Regions from separate parts of the Zea mays genome. Here regions 1 and 2 are each linked to region 3. The links are chromatin contacts, called in public Hi-C maps. All regions are on one chromosome and are shown on one strand. Each heading gives the region's core, a stretch centred on a gene start, on an enhancer-like site or on the middle of the called end of the contact. The rest is flanking DNA. Distances are from core to core; before and after follow the strand shown.

Evidence for each region. A called contact is a pair of places that touch in the nucleus more often than the background predicts.
Region 1: a Hi-C map of ear shows a contact between it and region 3, with 2.3 times the contacts expected there. The contact joins the promoter of LOC100283868 here to the promoter of LOC100283268 in region 3. A contact is called at or near these places in 2 of 25 Hi-C or Micro-C datasets (ear and tassel).
Region 2: a Hi-C map of tassel shows a contact between it and region 3, with 2.8 times the contacts expected there. The contact joins the promoter of LOC103634735 here to the promoter of LOC100283268 in region 3. A contact is called at or near these places in 3 of 25 Hi-C or Micro-C datasets (bundle sheath, leaf and tassel).

What each region holds. Positions count from the first base shown.
Region 1 is chr1:57,937,822-57,941,596 of Zm-B73-REFERENCE-NAM-5.0, reverse strand. LOC100283868 (sentrin-specific protease 2) reads left to right here and starts at 1,674. Exons shown (of 9, transcript NM_001156766.2): 1 at 1,674-2,365; 2 at 2,728-2,807; 3 at 2,896-2,989; 4 at 3,110-3,208. The coding sequence starts at 1,847.
Region 2 is chr1:58,151,344-58,155,160 of Zm-B73-REFERENCE-NAM-5.0, reverse strand. LOC103634735 (AAA-type ATPase family protein) reads left to right here and starts at 1,316. Exons shown (of 28, transcript XM_008657320.3): 1 at 1,316-1,739; 2 at 1,834-1,999; 3 at 2,091-2,281; 4 at 2,878-2,994; 5 at 3,064-3,195; 6 at 3,489-3,666. The coding sequence starts at 1,578.
Region 3 is chr1:58,420,235-58,424,243 of Zm-B73-REFERENCE-NAM-5.0, reverse strand. LOC100283268 (rapid ALkalinization Factor family protein) reads left to right here and starts at 1,707. Exons shown (of 1, transcript NM_001156170.2): 1 at 1,707-2,438. The coding sequence starts at 1,806. The coding sequence ends at 2,243. LOC100283409 (auxin response factor 75) reads left to right here. Exons shown (of 9, transcript NM_001156310.2): 9 at 45-395. The coding sequence ends at 172.

The sequences.
Region 1 (3,775 bases), core at 425-2,924, 480 kb after region 3:
CACCGCCAGCCGACCACCGGAGTCCGAAGACGGGCAACCAGGCAGGAAGCAGCCACGCACCAGGAACAGCCGCGCAGCGGCGCAGGCTGCAGGAACGGCCAGTCGCCGCCCGCCAGGAACTCAAGAAGGCAACCAGGCAGGAACATGAACAACCATATTGTTGAGTTGTTGTGGGCATGTGGCTAGCCGCCAGAAACGATAAGGTCATCAGTAGAAGTTGGAACGGTCGACGCCGGGATGGACGAGTGAGGTCCCCGGTGGGTCCGCCCCTGCATGGGGCTAAAGTAAACAAACTAAAATTTAGTCACTTAAGAGGCTAAAGTTCTAAACAGAATGGACTAGAAGGGACTAAAATGTTTTAGCTCCTTTAGCTTACAAGGAGGAGCTAAACTGAACTAAAACAGGGTCCCCACACTTGCGCTTGCCGCCTGCTTCATCTTCCACTAATCACAGCGCTAGCTGCCTGGTCTCCACGGTAGCATTTATGATTTAATGATTGCTTTAATCACTTGTTTCAAACATGAGTAACTAAATTTTAGTTAGTTATTTTAGTCACTTTGGTCTCCAAACAGACCACTAGTGAGTGATGATGCGATGTGTTGCAGGCGTTGGGTGAAGGACTGAGACTGTCTCCAGCAAGACACGCTAAACGGTATTGTTCGCTATATTTGGGGGATGAAACGTCTGGTAGGCGTCCAGCAACGTCCGATAAACAGACCTGTAAATTTTGGTATGCGTCCTTCAACCTCTAAATGTGGCGGAAGGGAATCGTCCACCAAACTTCGACCTCTAAATGTGGCGGAAGGGAATCGTCCACCAAACGTCAGTTGCTTCCTCCTCCCGCCTCGATCTGAAAAGTTCCGAGCTCGTGTCTATGCTGCTTGCGACCTTCTTCCTCGAGGCGATAGTTGGATTGCAACGGTTCTCGTCGGAGCTCGACACGAAGCTGAGCGGCAGGAGGGCGAAGTGTGGCGAATATGATTTTAGGCTGGTCCTGATTTAGTTGAGATAAAGGTAAGCAAGTCGTCGTAGCAATCAAGGTCGAGCTCGGTCGCCATGGCGGCGCGGAGGACTTGGGACGCACCATACCTATCTTTGTCGCGTGTTGGTGAGTTGGCGAGTCTGGTTGCAGTAGCTTCGCTTTGGTCTGTGAGGTGGATGGCGAGCGACGGCTGCAAAAAGTGACGTCGGAAAAGACGCGTGCAAGGTGCTCGATGTAATGCCTGTGTACAACAAATGTGAAGGAAATATACGACTAGTAATCAGTTTGTCATTTTATATCCATACAAAACTATTAATTAATTCATGATGCTGGAGTATTTCATCATTTTTAATGGCGTACGTTTAATCCAATTGAAATATAAGAAAAACAAAGAATAAATATGGTAGTTTATGTATTCTAACGCTATAGATATAGAGGACCGAATTTAGAAAATATTGTTGAAGATGAGAAATATATAGAAGACCAAAATCTTTTAAAATGTACTATAAAGAAATAAAATATTTTTTTAGAGGGTGAAATTTATGACGTTCCTCGAGGCTGGAGAAGCCTGAAGGTGCTCCTGGACTACCCAGCCGGCCAGGCGTTCGCGTTCACGTGGCACGTGAGAGTCGCGTGATGCGGTGCATGGGCCGGCCCGTACCTATTTGGAATTTCACAAAAAAAAAGGGGTGGGGGAAGATCGGGCGTCGCCCGTCCGTCTCCTCTCCCCGCTCCGCTGGTCGCCTTCTCCCCTCCCCGCGAACTCGGGCTCAAAGCAAACCAAACCCCTTCTAGGGTTTGCGCTCCGGGCATGATCCCCTTGTAGCCACCGCCTCCCATGGCCCTAGCCGTGTCCTGCTGGCCATGACCACCTCGGCTTCCCCACTCTTCCCCAACCCGCGCAAGCGCCACCTCGACGCCTCCCCCCTTCCCCGCCACTTCCACGGCCCGCAGAGCCAAACCCGCCTAAGCCAGCGCCACCGCCGCCGGTTCTTCTTGCCGCTACCACCGAAGGCGCGGTCCTTCGCTTCCGACATGGGAAATCACATGTCCAGTGCCTTCGGTTGGCCCAGTGATGACGGGCGGGGGCTCCTCTGTTGCTGGATCGGCAAGGCGCGGGGTCTCACGGTGGCCATGGATGTGGAGGCGGGGACGGGACTGCATTTGGTGGACCGGCGGAGGGTTACGGATTCGAGGAAGACTACGTTGAAGGAGGAGGCGGTGAAGCCTCCCCAATGGAAGAAAAGGAGGCCCTTCTACAAGGAGGCGTTGGAGGCAGCAGCGACACATTACGATCCGAGGCTGGAGGCAATCGGGATCGAGATAAGGCTCCAAAAGGAGAAGCTTGCCTATATACCAAAGTCGGATAAGGCTGCCAAGGAGGTAGTTTGATCTGTGTATACTCTGCTTTGCTATTGTCATGCTAGGTGACATGGAAGGAAAATGAGTGATCGAGTTTCCATCTTGCACTTAATTAGTGGGGTTTATTTGGAATTGGTGCTCTGGAACAGAAAATTGAGTGAATTGCTTCGAAATTGTCTCTAGCTCCAACCTTTAACAATTCTATTGTTAAATGGTATTTTAATTGATAAATAACTTAGAAGAGGCATGCATGATTTTTTTTAAATGTCTTGGATGAAACTGCATGCCTACACAAAAAGCTACTTACTGACCATGTTATGCACATGTTTGATGGCAGCTCAGCACCATTTTTTTTTGCTTTATCTAACTACTGCCCATTCTAGGATATGTCTGAACTATTTAAACCTCTCACTGCTGAGGAGGAAAATGATGTTCATGACTGTCTCTACAGTAGAGGCTCGAGGTACTCTTTCATGAACCTGCTTGCATGTTTTTAAAGCTTTCTATATACCATATAAGCTTAATTGAGTGCCCTGGTTCCCTCATTTCAGTAGCAAAGTTCTAGTGCTGCATGAACCATCTAACATTGAGGTTAGCAAAGAGAAATTCCAGTGCTTGAGACGTGGCTGCTGGTTAAATGATGAGGTCATATTCATTCTGTATATTCTATACACACTTCGCTAATTCTATCTTTGACAAGTATGGGTGATTAACTGATTACATGTCTCCATGCTTGATTATGATAAATATTTCTCATACTTGTAGGTTATTAATCTGTACCTTGAATTGTTGAAGGAGCGAGAAAAAAGAGAACCAAACAGGTTTCTGAAATGTCATTTCTTTAATACATTCTTTTATAAGAAGGTTAGATTGTTTACTCCTTTATGCTTCAATTATTGCACCTGCAGGATGTTTGCATCTTTTTTCCGTACTAAAATTGGCATTTTTTTGTGTATCCTCCTTGAAGAAGTTTTTTGTTTTGTTTCTAAATGAACTAGTTGATGTTGAATTGTTGATTGAATTTTCAGTATTAGCTCTTATAAGAAATGTAGATGACGTAATCAAATTTGAATGATAGCATATCATAGTTTAGTTTTGTGGTGGTTCATTTATTACATCAAGTATTAATCCCTCTTATTTATAAATGTGTTAATAGCTTGGATAATTAGTTGTCAAGTTGTACATTTGGCTGCTAATTCTGCACAAATCTATATCTGTTATGAACTTGCATTACTAATTTATATATGGTAGTTGCTATAGTTTTAATGTGATCGATTTGTAATGGTATGTGGTCGTATAGTTAGGAAAGTTTAATTACATATTTTCCATGGCGGTTTACATTTGTAGATATAATTGGCATCCTGAATCTCTGAGTTGTTCGACACTTTACCTTCTTGGTTTCTTAGATCGTATTATCTACCCAAACCCCTT
Region 2 (3,817 bases), core at 67-2,566, 270 kb after region 3:
TAAGTCGCTACTGACCGGCCATGAATTCTTATGCGCTAGGATGACGGACATTGCTGCTGTTGTGTGAGTGTCCTCGAACAAGATGTATGTAGAGGAGTAGCACATCCGGTGGTGCAACGACCAGATGTACTACCTCGCTGATGAGCCCGAGGTGCACTTCATTTGGCAGCCCAACCAAGAGTCATCCGTACTCACCATGTCGTGCGCATTCGACGACTATTATATCAAGGATTATGGCGTCATCTAGGCGCCGGAGGTGACGCAGAGGAGGACCGACAACAATGACCACTCGCCATCGTCGGGGTAGCTTTTGTGCCGGTCTGCCTTTAATTCTCTTCACAAACACACACTTGCCTTTTTTTGTTTAAGCAAGCGTGTATGGTGGTGCGTGTCTGATGACTAATGATGTACGACAGAACTTCTACCGGCAGGTGTGATATGTGCTCTCCAATGATGAGACCATGCAAATCGTGACATATATCAAAGTCTGCATGACACTGATGGTTGCAATGTAGTAGTAAAACAGCTAAATTAAAATAACAAAATTTATGTATGGCTAGGATCACAAATGGATTATGAAACATTTTCTTATAACAATATAAGACACATTTTGTATATAAATTATCATGGTATTATATGTTCTCGTTGCAACGCACGGGTACTCACCTAGTTTAATATTAGATCTCTTGGAGGGTCTATAAAGGGTTATTTTAAAAAATACAAAAGACAGACTATTTGTCAAGATTCTGTCTCTTCACCACCATACATGTTGTCTCTTAGCTATATTTATGACCTAACGTTTCAGTGTTGTATTATACAGTGTCTTAACTATCTATTGTACTTGGGAAACCAAATCAAAGTATGAGGATTGTACATACTCTTAGAACTTATTTGTTTAATGCTAATACATGTGGATTAAACCGAATTAAATCAATTTAAATTTATAATAAGTCAAAATCCCATCCGAACTAAGGGTGTGTTTGGTTTGGCTTTTGGCTTTGACTTTTGCCCCCTAAAAGTCAAACCAAAGGGCTGAATCTGGAAAGCAATTTTTTCTAAAAGCTGACTTTCTTGTAGTGCAAAACTGAAAGCACATCTGGACCTGCTTTTAACAGCTTTTAGGTGGAACTGTGAAAATATATATGGAAGAATTTTTAGCGACTTTTAGTGGTTTCCACCGAACGATTTTTAGCTTTTTAGCAGTTCACAGCCTACAACAGTTTTTTTCACAGCTTACAACCCACAACAGTTTTTTTTCACAGCTACAGTCCAACCAAACAGACCCTATACACCACGCAAGACGAGGATTTTCCGTGAATTTCCCCAATTGCACGAGGCGGCCTCTCTATCGAGTATCGACTGGACAGCACAGTCTCACCTGTCGCGCCGCTGTTGTGTGATTGGTGGTCGCGGCGGCCGCCTTATTTTTATTCCGCTTCCCCTACTAATGCATTACTACTAATCCAAAGAATCCTTCGGTTTTGTATTCTACTCCGCTTCCTTTCGTCTTCCCCTTCGCCCCTTTCTCTCTCTCTCTCTCTCGCGTGTTCTCGCGTCGCCGTCGCCGCTGGTGCGAGATGGTCGAGACGAGGCGGAGCGCCGCCGCGAAGCGCCCGGCGGCGGGGGAAGAGGATAAGGGGGCGCCGGCATCGCCTGCATCGGCTCCCGCGGAGAACGCGGGGGCGGGTCCGAGGGCGGGTGACGATGTCGCGTCGTCGCAGCCCCCGAAGCGAGCCAAGGTCCGGATCTCCCTCCATCCCCCATGCATGTAGCCCCTTCAGGTCTCTGGTTTTGATCTGGTTTTTGTTGTTATTGCGATCTCGCTGGTGGTAGGTTGGGTGCACGGAGGCGGACACCGAGAAGCCGTTGGTGGCGCCGGCAGAAGTCGGCACCGTTGCGGGCCCACTGCCCAACACGGCTGGTCTGCAGGCGCTGACCGGCGCCATGGACAAGCTGGAGGCCCTCTTGAGGCCCAAGGAGGGTCAGTCCAATCCGGCCGGTATGAGCCTTGTCCCTACGATGTGCCTACGGCGTTCTTTCGGTTTTTGGCTTCGGGCCTTAGGGTTTGATGAGTTCCCTTGTTTGTGTAGGGCATAAGCGGGGCACTAACGATAAAGATATAACGGCGAAGATAAAGAGAGCCATGGATTTATCGGAGGATTTATCAGCAAAGATAAAGAAAACCAAGGATAATGTGGCTGGGATATTGAATAAGCCACAGGCGGCAGCCACCAGCAGGCGTCAGGAGCCCTGGTGCAGACTAATTTCACAATATACCATGGTGCGACTTCTCTTCTGTCTTTTCACTTCTCTTTCAATTAGTAGAACTCACCCATGATCTCTCGTGCTTTGGATGAGACCTTAATTACCAAAAACTACATGGCACATGTTAATCGTTCTTTGTAATTGCTATAGAAATACCATATAAAACCTCATATCAGAACTCAGGAATATGCAATACTACCTTGAACCTTACCTGTTCTCTATCTGCTCTGAGTCTTGTAACTTTAAAGAAAGCACCATCCAACCCCATTCAGTTGCAATATACACAGATACACTTTCTGTTTACTTTCTGTTTGTGGAAAAATAATTTCATACATAGTTCTATCTCAGTGCCAAGGTTATTAAGATGTTTTGTGCTTCATTTTTGCTTTATTGGATAGGCTGTATGTGATGTGACGTTTGGCTGCATTTGTTGAGAAACTTCAATGTCCCATTGTTAGTGCTTGTGTGCATATGATATTGTATAAGATTTAGGATTTAAGGTGCCTTTCAGTGAGTTAACGAACTTCATTATTGCTCTTTGGAGCAACTAAAATGATTGAACTTTTTATCATATACCAATGGATTGTCATCTGCTGTATTTTTTTTCAACAGCACCCTACCCTTTCTATTTATGGTGCGCTTTTCACTATCGGTCATGGAGCACATCATGATTTCAGACTGGGCGAATCATCCACTGCCTCACCTGTTTGTAGACTGAAGCAGGCTAAGGTACTATGAATTTATTTTTAGTTTTTTTCCCTGCATTTGTTCCCCTTTTATTCTGACATTTTTTTCTAGCGAGGTGCACTCCTTGAAGTCTTTGAATCCAAAGTTGTCCGTGTCAATGGGAAATCTTTGGACAAGGCTGCCAAGGTTACCTTAAATGGAGGAGATGAAATTATCTTCCGTTCACCAGTGAGGCATGCTTATGTATCCTTTTCTATTGTCTATTTCTTTATCTATTAAATACTTCCTATGTTTTTGTTTTTTTTAAATGTATGACACCTGGACAGGTTAAATAGTTAACAAAGGAACTAATTACCTGTCTTAAACATCATATTTTAAAACAAAGGGAGCATCTTACTTTTATGATTCAGGCTAACCGGCTAAACACAAATGAACCTTGATTTTTATTGGACTTGTTCGTAATAAATATAATGTAATGATGGTCAAAGAAGTAACATTTGTCATTGGAAGTTTTTATTTCCTTAATGTAATGGTAGATATTTGAGCAACTTCATCAGGAGAAATCAAGCACTCCAGCATTATCCTCCACTTGCAGTAGTATCCAGCAGGGGCAGTGCTCACATTTCAAAGATATTCAGGGTCATTTATCATCTAAAGGGCACAAAGTCCCAACCATTTACTTTGGAAGAGGTCGGTCTTCATTGTTGCCTAGTGGTGAGACTTCATATTTGCCATTGTTGTTTCTTTGTAAACTATTGCTTCTTAGTCCCAGAGTTTTGAAATTCACAGCTGTTTATAGGATAGTACAGACATAGCACCCCCAGTGCTTGCTGCACAGTATTTTTTGTTCACAATTGATTTAACA
Region 3 (4,009 bases), core at 458-2,957:
CATTGACTAATGTTTAGCTAACTTGCTTTTTTATGACGTTGCAGAAGGTATCAGTGGTATTCCTCGATCACAACACCACCCGAGCAACTGGGTCGGTGCTGATGATAACGACGATGACAATGAAGACGACGAGGAGCTTTTAGTCCAGACAACACCCTACTATATGGACTGAGGATAAATGCTGATTCTAAAATATGTAGGTGCATTTCAGCGTAGTGTACTATACGAACGAATTAGGAACTAGCTGAAGGCTTTACGTGTACTCTTGTAGTCTTATTTCTAGTAGGGCTGGAGTTGGTGACTTTGACTGACGCAGTAAGAACTCTCTTAACTTAGGTCATGTTTGAATGCGTTAGAGCTAATAGTTAACTGCTAACTAGTTGAAGATGTCTAAATAGTCTATCTAATAGTTCAACTATTAGCTATTTTTAATAAATTACTTAATAGTTAGTTAGCTAATTTCGCTATCATTTTTTTAGTCAACTAACTAACTATTAGTTCTAATACATTCAAATACCTCCTTAGTATCTAGTGTGACTTTCATTTCTTTTCATAATGTAGAGAAACATTAAAGTTGATCTGTTCCAATTCGCATAGATGTTAAAAGAAAACCGTGTGTTTATATATGATTCATTCACTTTTTTTCTACGTTCCCGGTGTATTTTGGGCGTGCAAAAAGAACCTCCTTGTTCATGTGTTGAGTTGCATCTCTCAATGCGTGCGTGGCTGCGTGCCCATCATCGCACTCCCACGCATGGGGTGGGGGTAGCCGGCAGGGTATGGATCTTTTTTTATTGCAGGTTGCTACAGTTTTAATCTGACTGTGTGGCTATGATTTTTATAGTATTTTGTCTCTACGTAATATAGCGGCTGCCGCCAGCCAAGCAGCCGGTGTTCCTGCAGCAGCGTGACTGAACAATGTGGTTCTTTCACTTTATCTGGCCTTGGAAGACGGTGAAAAGAAACCGAGATCTGGCATGGAAACTGCTTCCTTTAATAATAGAGGTTTTGCGTCTTCCGAGCACCCTGCACCGGCGGTCATGCTGGTTCAGGCGTGCAGCTCGCCTGGCTATCATTGGAATCTGTTGTCCCGCTGCTAGTCCGATGTGAATTACTGTATGTTAGTCTTTCATTTGCGTTCATGAACTCATCTAGCCATGTCATGACTTACAACTGATCAGGGTGTTTTAAATTTTCCGCTGCTTGCCCTGGATGTTCTAAAGCAAATGTTTTTTCAAGAGCTTTTGGAGAGCTGTTTCTTCTGTGTGGCACTGATTTGTGCATAAAAAGGATGCAGCTATTTCGTCATACGATTGAACTGTTAGTGGTGATAGCTTGATTTGTTGAAGCTGGGTGCTGAGTCCCACAGGCCATAGCAATCCCAGGCGCTTCTGGATTTATTTATTTATTTATTTATTACTTGGTAGCGTGGTTAGAAATCAGATTTCTAGCAGGTCAAACTGCAGCAAGAATCGCGCGCGGGAGCAGGAGCCTGCTAGATGTTCGTGCCTCGGCACGAGACCACGCGTTCTCGATGCCCAGCGTTGCTCGAGCAAGGTCAGCGTTGGTGGCATGACGTGGCACCGCCGTTCGCCCGGACACGATGCCATTGCCAGCGCCCAGCAGCAAACAGAACACTCCCTCCAGGCCTCCAGCTTAAAAGCGCCCCACCACCGCTCAAGGCGCTTACTCGACTCAAATCCGGTAGATTCTTGGTGTTGCATTGCAACATTCTAAACCACGCTGCCAGCTCCACCGTGCCGGCCGCCAACCTCGTTCGTACGTCTCAAAGCCCCGCGTCCACCATGGCTTCGGCACGGCACGCGCTGCTCCTCGCGGCCGCGATGTCGGCGCTCGCCGTCTCCAGCGGAGCCACGGCGTCGGAGCTGATGGTCTCGACCATCCACGCGCGCGTGGCGGCGGAGTGGGCGTGGCCGGGGGCCGGGGCCGGGGCTTCTTCCGACGACTCGTGCTGGGGCTCGCCGGAGGAGTGCCCCGTCTATTACGGCGTGGACGCCGAAGGCGGCGCCGCGACGAGGGGCCGGATGCGGCTGCAACTGTACTACGACGTGGACACCGCGGCCAGCCTGCTGCCCACGGCGCAGTACATCAGCTACAGCGCGCTGATGCCGGACTCGGTGCCGTGCTCCGTGCCGGGGGCGTCCTACTACAACTGCCAGCCGGGCGCCGAAGCCAACCCCTATACGCGCGGCTGCTCGGCCATCAACCAGTGCCGCGAGTAGCTAGCTGACTTTGCTCTCTTCTTCTTCTTCCTCTCTCTCTCTCTGATTTTTTTTTCTTTCTCGTTCCCGTGGCGTGGCACTTTCGGCCGTGGTTTCTTGCTGGCTTGCTGTGTGCTCCTGTCGACCTGCGCGTGTTGCGTTCTCGTCTGGTCATCGCCTGGAGGGCGATGGTTATTAGGTGCTTTTACGGTTTTACCATCCTGATATTCTTGATAAGCAGATCAAAGAAAACGATTACAGGAAGTTCTGGATTGGTTGCCGACCCAGCACGCCTGGTGTTGAGCACCGTTTGTGCCTTTGTGGCATTGGTACGACCAGATGGTGTGGCTCTCTCGTAGCCCGACCTGCGGATGGTCTGCCTTTAGTCGCGGACAATTTGGCCAGCGAACGGTCCGTCTTTAGACGCGTCTGATTAAATCAGGCGGATTAACTTGTATCTCTATATATGTTTATTCTTCAAAACTTATAAGAGTTGTTGAAGTACGTCTAAAAATAGGTCCAGCTTCCTATATTTTTGAAAGGTACCGATTGAAACACCAACACCGAACCAAATCAAAATATCTTCTATTACTTTATTGTGTGCCCTAAGAGTAGATAGTAACATAGGCTTCTTCATCTCGATCTTTACCTATATTCGAATCTACGTCGTCTGGAGGCATCTTGGATAGCCTACCGATCCCAAGATAAACCCTACAATCTCTCGTCCCTGACGGGTCCCTCTCGGGAGTTAGGTCTAGGTGCTGTTGGCGAACGTCGCCACCTCTGCACATGCGTGGATCGACTAGCCACCAGATGCGGACCGTCCGACTCGACGCAGAGAAGAACTCGCTCCTACTAGGTCAAACATCGTCTCGTTCCAGGCCGTGGTCCGTCCGCACCTCCGCCGGAACACCTCGTAGTGATTGGCTGGCGCCTAGATCTTGGAAGCTAACTTTATTAGGCAAATGCGCCTAGATCTTGGAAGCTAACTTTATTAGGCAAATTATTTGATAAGATGTGTTGGGATGGTTTAAAAATGAATTCTCGTAAATGTGCTTTTAGGGTATCGAGTGGAAGTTTTTAGGATTCATCATTCATGAGTATGACATAGAGGTAGATCTCGACCGATTTAGGTCCATTCGGAATGTGGTCTCCAACCTGTAAGCTTAAAATGCAGAAGTTTCTAGTCAATGTAAATTATTTGCGAAGGTTTATTTCTAACTTAGTTGGGAAGTTGATGCTTCCACTCCTATTCTTCGGCTCAAAAATAATGTCGATTTCACTTTGGGGCAGGACAATAGTAAGCATTTGATCTTATTAAAAATTATTTGTCTTCGACTCCAGTATTAAAAGCACCAAGAGCAGGAGTGTCATTCAGATTATACATTGCAGCTAAAGATAAAGTTATCGGAGTTGTTCTGACTCAGGAGACCGAAGTAAATGAGCATGTTGTGACCTACTTAAGCTAGAGGCTAGTGGATGCTGAAACAAGGTAAACCTTCGTTGAGAAATTATGCTTATGCATGTTTTATGCATGCACCAAACTTAGGTGTTATCTATTGTCTTGTCCTTACTGTTTTTGTCAAACCGGTGTGATTAAATACATGTTGCAAAACCCAATTATGAGCGGTAGAATTGGTAAATGGTCTTATGCACTTATAGAATATGGCTTGGCTTATGAATCATTAAAATCTATGAAAGGCTAGGTTGTTGCAGATTTCATTGTAGAACATCGGATTGATGATGCTCATGAACTAGACATATCATACCTCACTATTACTCCCTAA